2 separate regions of the Sus scrofa genome follow, and region 2 is linked to region 1. The links are chromatin contacts, called in public Hi-C maps. All regions are on one chromosome and are shown on one strand. The core of a region is the stretch at or near the end of the contact, and the rest is flanking DNA. Distances in the headings are between cores, read along the strand shown. Region 1 has its middle 140 kb from the start of SHAS2. Region 2 holds the start of SHAS2 (hyaluronan synthase 2).

What was found. Hi-C and Micro-C count contacts between places; a contact is called where the count stands out from the background.
Region 2: a contact with region 1 is called in a Hi-C map of embryonic fibroblasts, with 4 times the contacts expected there. The contact joins the promoter of SHAS2 here to the enhancer-like site in region 1. A contact is called at or near these places in 15 of 47 Hi-C or Micro-C datasets (brain, embryonic fibroblasts, epiblast stem cells and 10 more) and 1 of 2 datasets of contacts at active chromatin or transcription factors (alveolar macrophages).

Annotation. Positions count from the first base shown.
Region 1 is chr4:17,441,957-17,445,240 of Sscrofa11.1, reverse strand. No RefSeq gene overlaps it. Among named protein-coding and RNA genes, the nearest start is that of SHAS2, 140 kb to the left of the region's middle. Within about 2 kb of position 1,775, at least 13 of the 83 cell types and tissues checked have an H3K27ac peak or open chromatin away from gene starts, as enhancers often do. A contact at or near this core is called in alveolar macrophages, embryonic fibroblasts and retroperitoneal adipose tissue, where this site is marked.
Region 2 is chr4:17,581,408-17,584,691 of Sscrofa11.1, reverse strand. It overlaps SHAS2 (hyaluronan synthase 2), which reads right to left and starts at 1,538. Exons shown (of 4, transcript NM_214053.1): 1 at 969-1,538. LOC106509979 (a long non-coding RNA gene) reads left to right here. Exons shown (of 2, transcript XR_001308039.2): 1 at 1-462; 2 at 612-1,332.

The DNA.
Region 1 (3,284 bases), core at 526-3,025:
TAACTCCTAGCTGCCCATTTATTGGGCCCAAGATATTGGTGTGTCTGTCTTCACAGTGACCTCTCCTTTCCTTGTGCTACCTTGCTTGCAGCTGGATGACACCCAGCCCTTTCCCTGTGTCCTCTCTCACAATGATGATTTCACCCATAAGCCAGGCAATTCATGCTTTGTGATGGTCTCAAGTCCTCCAGCATCTGAGGCACCCAGGGGAAAAGGTACATAGACTGCTTACTGAAGAGGTGAAGATGGATCAGCAACCTGCCTGCCTTTTTCTCATGGAAGGATTCCCAGCAGGAAAGCATCAGATATAAACTAAGTTATCTGTGGCATGAACAAGTTGCAGAGGAAAGAGGTGATGAAAAAATATCCATGAGTAGAACTCAGCAACTTTCATCACAGGGGTAAGCTGGCTGCTGTTGGAGATGTTGACCTCAGGGAAAGGGTTGATGGTAAGAAAGTCTTCACTCTTGAAAGATGGCTGAGCTATTCTGAAGTGTTTATTCTGAAATGTTTGCAGGGTGAATGCAGCATTTTTACGTGTTTGTGCTTATGGGGTTTAAGGAATAGAATCAGATCAGCCTTTCTTTTAAGGGTTACCCTAGCCCTTATCTTGTTAAATTTCTGATCAACACAGAAGCAAGGGAACCCTGACACACTGCCTTCTTCAGCATCTCAAGTGACAGAAACTACTGGGGGCAACGTTTCCCATCTCAGTCTGTGTCTGTTGTTAGAATGTTCTTATTTATGTTGTAGTGAATATTACAAGTGGAAAAGCATCTAGCACAATAGATGGTATATGGAAGGCATTCTGTCTTTACTAATTCCAAATGAGAAGTCCTGGAACTTTAATTTTTATATTCTGTCTTTTATCCTCAAACTACATGAGATCATGAAGAAAGTTGATCATTACCATAGATCTTGAAGATATAACACATTAGAAAGAATAAAAATCAGCACTTTGGTTCATATGCTTGACATCAGTTCCATCCCTTAATGGGAAGAGATTATAAGTTTTTATCAAATATCCTGTAGCATCATAACTAGTGTTTAAAAGTGCAAGTTTCACTGAGTTGCGGTTGTACTTATTTATAGTCATTCTATTTTGCTTGCCTATAAATGATGGCTGTTGATTTGCTGATAATTTTATACAACTAGAAAAGCCACTGTGAAGTATTTTCTAAATTGTCTCCCCCCCCAAAAAAAAGAGATTACATTATATTATTTTTAGTTTGGGATCCAAGTGCATTGGTTTCTTTAAAATGCTGGAAAGTTCGCAGTGATATATAAGGCAGTTTTAAGTAGATGGTTCAAATATTCAGAAGCCTCTTATGCATCAGAAGAAACTAGCCCTCAGTATTTTCACCTCTGTTCTTTCTTTTCACCAGAGACAAACTACTGAGCATCTTTGGAGGTGAATCCTTTTCTGGTAAATTGTAGGCTGACAACAATTTATATTTTCCTCCCCCAATTGCTCAGCATCAGAACTTTAGTTGCTTTGCATTGATCCCTAGGATGTATCTGGGAGAGCCCTGGATGTGTCCAGCCTATTGTCACCAATCCTCTGTGGGTTTGCTCTGACAGCTTCCATGTGGGCTCTGAAGAAGGGCTGGATTGTGGGAAGATTTTAAATATGAGCCTCGGGTGGGGCTCAAGTCCTCCAGATGTTACTGCTTTCATATTTTCAATGTGAATTCAGGGACCTACCCTTGTCTCTGACTAAGATAACTAATGCCTCTGGACTCATCGCATAGTCAGGAAAATGTGGTCATTTGAATGGGAATGTCTACAAACAGCTCTTCCTTCCATCTACCCTATGGCTAACAAGGATGATAAGCTTTCTCTGGTCAACTTGGACAGTCTAAGACCAGGTCTGAACACTGATTGCTTTTGCTATGTCAACGGTTTTGGCTTCAACTCTACCTATCTTATTATGAAAACAAATAGGAGGTTTCTGAATGGACAAGAAAATTATCTGAGGAAGTCACTTATCAAGTGAGTCAATGTGTGTCTGACCAGAACTTCCTCTTTCTGTTGGCTTCCCCTGCATCTGACAGAGTCAGGCTTACTGGCGGTAGGGTCATTCAAGCTAAATTCCTGTGGTCACTTTTTCCATTTTCAGGCAATGGGTCACTTAGCGTATGTGGCTTTGAGCCAGACATTTTTCTTCTCTTTCTACATCATGTAAGTGTATTCCTTCGAAGATACATTTCCTACCCACGAGGGAAAATAGACAAAATATAAGGAGACCTTTAGCCACTGGCTGTTTGCCATGGTACTGAATTCAGTGGGGGATTTGGTTGGAGAAAGGGAAAACTTACCACTGGTCAGAGACTTGAAACCTAGTCTTTCTTTGTCTACAACTAGCTTTGTTTCCTTTGAAATATGATGTATTTCAGTGCATTGGTCTTTGGATCCAAAGGAATAAGGATGATACTACTTGAAACAAGCTTTTAATATATACACCTCAAAGAATACATACTTTTTCAAAAGCTGTAAGCCTATTTCAGCAATACTGTCATTGCTTAAGAAATAGTGCTCCTCTTTCTGTAAAGATCAGTAGATTGTATATTCTCTCCTAATCAAACACAGCTGAAGTATGTAAAACACTGCTCCCATCCCTTCCCCACCAACCAATGGCTCATTATGGCAGTAGGTCTCAAATGGAGGTGACAGCAAGGCAGACACTCCTTTGAAGGATGTATCAGAACTTTGAAGGACACAGAAATGTCTATGTGGAAGTTAGGGAGAGGGTTTTTGTTTTTGTTTGTTTTTTGTATGATTTGGAATGTTTGAGCATCATTGAAATCTTCATTATTGAAGTTGTGACTAAGGTTATTATAGTATCTGTATAATTCTATAAATTATGTATACTACTTTGTACTGTTAAAATGATGTGTATAAAGAACTTGAATGGTATGAAAAAGACTAATAATATAAAGCAGCATAAAAAAGATGTAAAATAAAGATATGCATGTATAACTGAATCACTTTTTTGTATAGCAGAAATTATCACATTATAAATCACCTATACTTCAATAAAAGTTTAAAAAAATGAAAAAAAGAAAAAAAATTCTTACTTATTTTCAACCTGATATACACAAAAGCATAGGAACAAAGCTGGAAAGAAATGTGTCAATAGAAGCAGTAATTCCTTGGGTTTGCTATGAGTATTGATATAATTCTCCTTCTTTACAATTTGATTTGTCTAATTATCTGCCCTAAGCAGATATTATTTTCATAGTGAGATAACTCAAAAATGGAATAATATGAAAAAAGAGACATTT
Region 2 (3,284 bases), core at 289-2,788, 140 kb before region 1:
CCCATTCCCCGCAGGGCGCTTGGGACGGCACCCCCAAATCCCCCGCCACTGATGCCCGGCTCTGCAGCTGCAGAAAAGAGGCGCCAGCGTGCTCGGTGCCACGTCGGAATTGGCTCCTGGGACGCTGCAGCTGCCTGCGCGACCTCGTGGTCCCCACGCACGCCCTGCCCCCGGGCGGCCCGCGAGCCGCGGAGGAGCCAAGAGCAGGGATGCGCGCCCTCCCTCCCGCTCGGGTCTCCAAGAGCAGGGACCCCTGGCCACAGTAAGGCTTCCGGAGCTGGGCTGAGCCGGGACAGACCCAGCTGACACTTTAATGGGGTGCAAGGAGTGCAAAGAAGGGGAGGCCAGGGAAAGAAGAGGAGTGGCGGAGCGAGGCCGGTAGCTGCAAGGAGGTGGCGAAGGACCCTCCTTCCCTGGGGCCGGAGTTGGGACCCCGGATCGCCTTAACCCTTTGCATTCCAAGTAAGAAAGGGGCTTCCCAAAGAGAAGGAAAACTCTCTAGGCTGTCCAGGGTTTTCCTCCCCACTCTGTGTATGGGGGGGGGGGAAGAATAATGATGGGATTGGAAGGGGTAAGGGGGCGGCTGTGTGGAATGCATTTTCTTTTCACAGTGGAAATTCTTGTCTCCCAACGCGTGAGCCTCTCTGCAGCTCCGGAAGATGTGGGATGGAAAAGTACATCCCGGGCCGGGCAGCCTTTCCCAGGCAAAGAAGTTACCTGTGTTCCCAGAAAGGCAACGGATTTCTGGCGAGCGCGCAGGGCTGGGAGAAGACAGCGGCTATGTTGCTAAGGCTGACAGCGATGTGAAATGTCGTCTGGTTTTCAGGGTGATGGAAATTTTCAGACCTCAAACTTTTCTGTCGAAAGCTGACTTAAATGTTTTTAACACTTATGTGAATAATGTCCTCCCTGTCCCTGGCCTGTTCGAGGACCCTCAGCGTTCACCGAATCGCGCCAGTGCAACGTACCTTGTTCAGTTCTTGGTCATAAAGTTGTCCTCAGCCTGTCTGTGTGGTCCCGGAGGGTCGGTGGCGGGCAGTTTCCAAAACTGAGGTAATAGGAGATCAGATGAATTTGAGGCGACCGGCCAAAAAAAATAAAAAATTTAAAAACAACATTTAAAATGAATAGGGGAATCTTAAATCTTTAGGTTCCCCCCAATTAAAAAAAAAATCACTGGTATGTTTTCTTAATATTTCCGTTGCACTTCAATCTTCTAACTCTTAAAAGAAAATTTTGTCTGTGCTTTAAAAATAAATGAACTTTATTTTTTGCTCTTGTTCCCCTCTTCTAATATCGGAAAGTCTTTTTTGTATTAAAAAAAAAAAAAAAGCAGAAGAAAGAGGGGGAAAAAAAAGGCCTGGTGAAAACTCAGCAGAACCCAGGAAGCGTAGAATCGAGAGAAAGTCTTTGGCTGGGGCTGGTTCAAGTCCCTGGTTCAATGGGCTGCTGGAAGCCAGGACTGGGTAATTCTTTCCAGACGTCTTGACTTCTCCTTCCTCGCGGTTGTTGCCTTTCTGCCTCCTCTAACTTAAGGGGGTCTTAACAAGTGAGCTGGTGGGTGTTTTAATAGGGCGGAGGAGGGAGTGGGGGGTGAGGGGAGTGGAGAAGGGAGGTGCGGACTGGGGAACCCGGAGGGGAGGGAACTGGGAGCGCGGGCGGCCGGGCGGGCGGGAGGCGGGGAGGGGGAGAGGGAGAGAGAAATTGGCCATTCAAAGCTCTCTCTGAGCTAGAGGCCGCTTCTGAACTCCAATGAATTCAATTAACTTGATTGCTAACGTGTGCAGAGAAGTGCACGCATGCTGGCCACCACCTGATTACCCCCTTCCTCCCGCGGTGCAGCCGGGAGGCCAAGCTTTGTAGACATCCCTGACTCGTCCGAGTTACAAGGATTCCCTCTTCGCGATGAACTGCCAGTACTATTTAAATAATTTGCTTTAAGACCAAATGGTGCCCTTAGGCTGTGTGTGTGTGTGTGTGTGTGTGTGTGTACACCTGGAGCCTCCGAAAAGTCGGCTGAAACTGAAAAAAAATCAGCAACTGGTCTCTCACTTGTTAACCCTTTCTTCCCGCCAACTCGAAAGTTTTGGAGCTGATGGCACATGTCAAAAGTCCCCTTTACTCAGAAGTTTTTTGCTTAACCTGATCCTCTAACATAAAAATATTCAAATAGCGAGCATTATAAAATATAACAAAATAAAAATCATCCTCTAGAGAACTCCAAAATAGCGCGCTCAAGAAAAGCAATTTCTAAGGGAATGGATTAAGTGGCTTCGGCTTCTTGCGAGCCTTTTAAGAAGATAACGAGTCAAAATACTTGTTGCTTCATGATGGCCCGTTCTCATCTTTCTTCCCTTGTTAGTTTTCTCTGTTCCTTTTCCCCCTTTTTCTTTGGTCCTTGCCAACAAGCCTCCCGATGACTTCAAATGGACAGTAGGTGGCACTGTTTAGGAAAAAATGAAAGAGCTTACAAATTAACTATTTCGGCTTTTGGAGATTCTGCCAAAGTTAGGATGAAAGAAATTTCCTTTCTTTTCTTTTCTTTTCTTTTCTTTTCTTTTCTTTTCTTTTCTTTTCTTTTCTTTTCTTTTCTTTTCTTTTCTCTTTTTCTTTCCCTTCCAAGCTTCCTCTGAGGTGTGGCCTTCCTTCGAACTCGACTAGGCCTTGAAAACTGGGTTCTTACTCCTTATCATGTATCTTGTACAATAAGAAACAAGTCAAAACAGAAACGTCAGTAAACTGGGAGCGATGCTTTTCAACACGTTGCACAGAAAGCGGTGTTAGGGGCTGCGATTCGAGGTCAAGAATTTTACTGCAATATCAGGCGTCAGCCAACCCAGCCCCCAGGGGCCGACCTGCAAAGTACCATGCATTTCTGTCTCCCCATCGCCCCCCCCCCCACAGCGGTTACACCTCTGGGAAGTATTACCTTGGCCTGATGACTTCACACCGCTCTGGGGAAACCCACTTACTCATTTTCTCCTTGAAGCCTTCAGCCTTTGTTTGAACCCTGCCTTAGGTGGTCAACTCTTGAGAAAATGGCTTAAATTTCAGAGTCTGGTTTCATCCAACTGAATCAGATTCCTGCTTCTTGATTTTCAGTGGTATGACGGTTTTTAAATGCTACGTCATAACTTAAAATATATTACCTAACGTGTGAATTAAACTAAATGTGGACAAGGGTGGAAATGGGGGTATATCAAGTGCCTAGCTGTGGGACCTCTCAGGGACACTTAACCTCAGCTCTAAATTTCTAGGAATACTGTATGTAATGCAGGATTGCC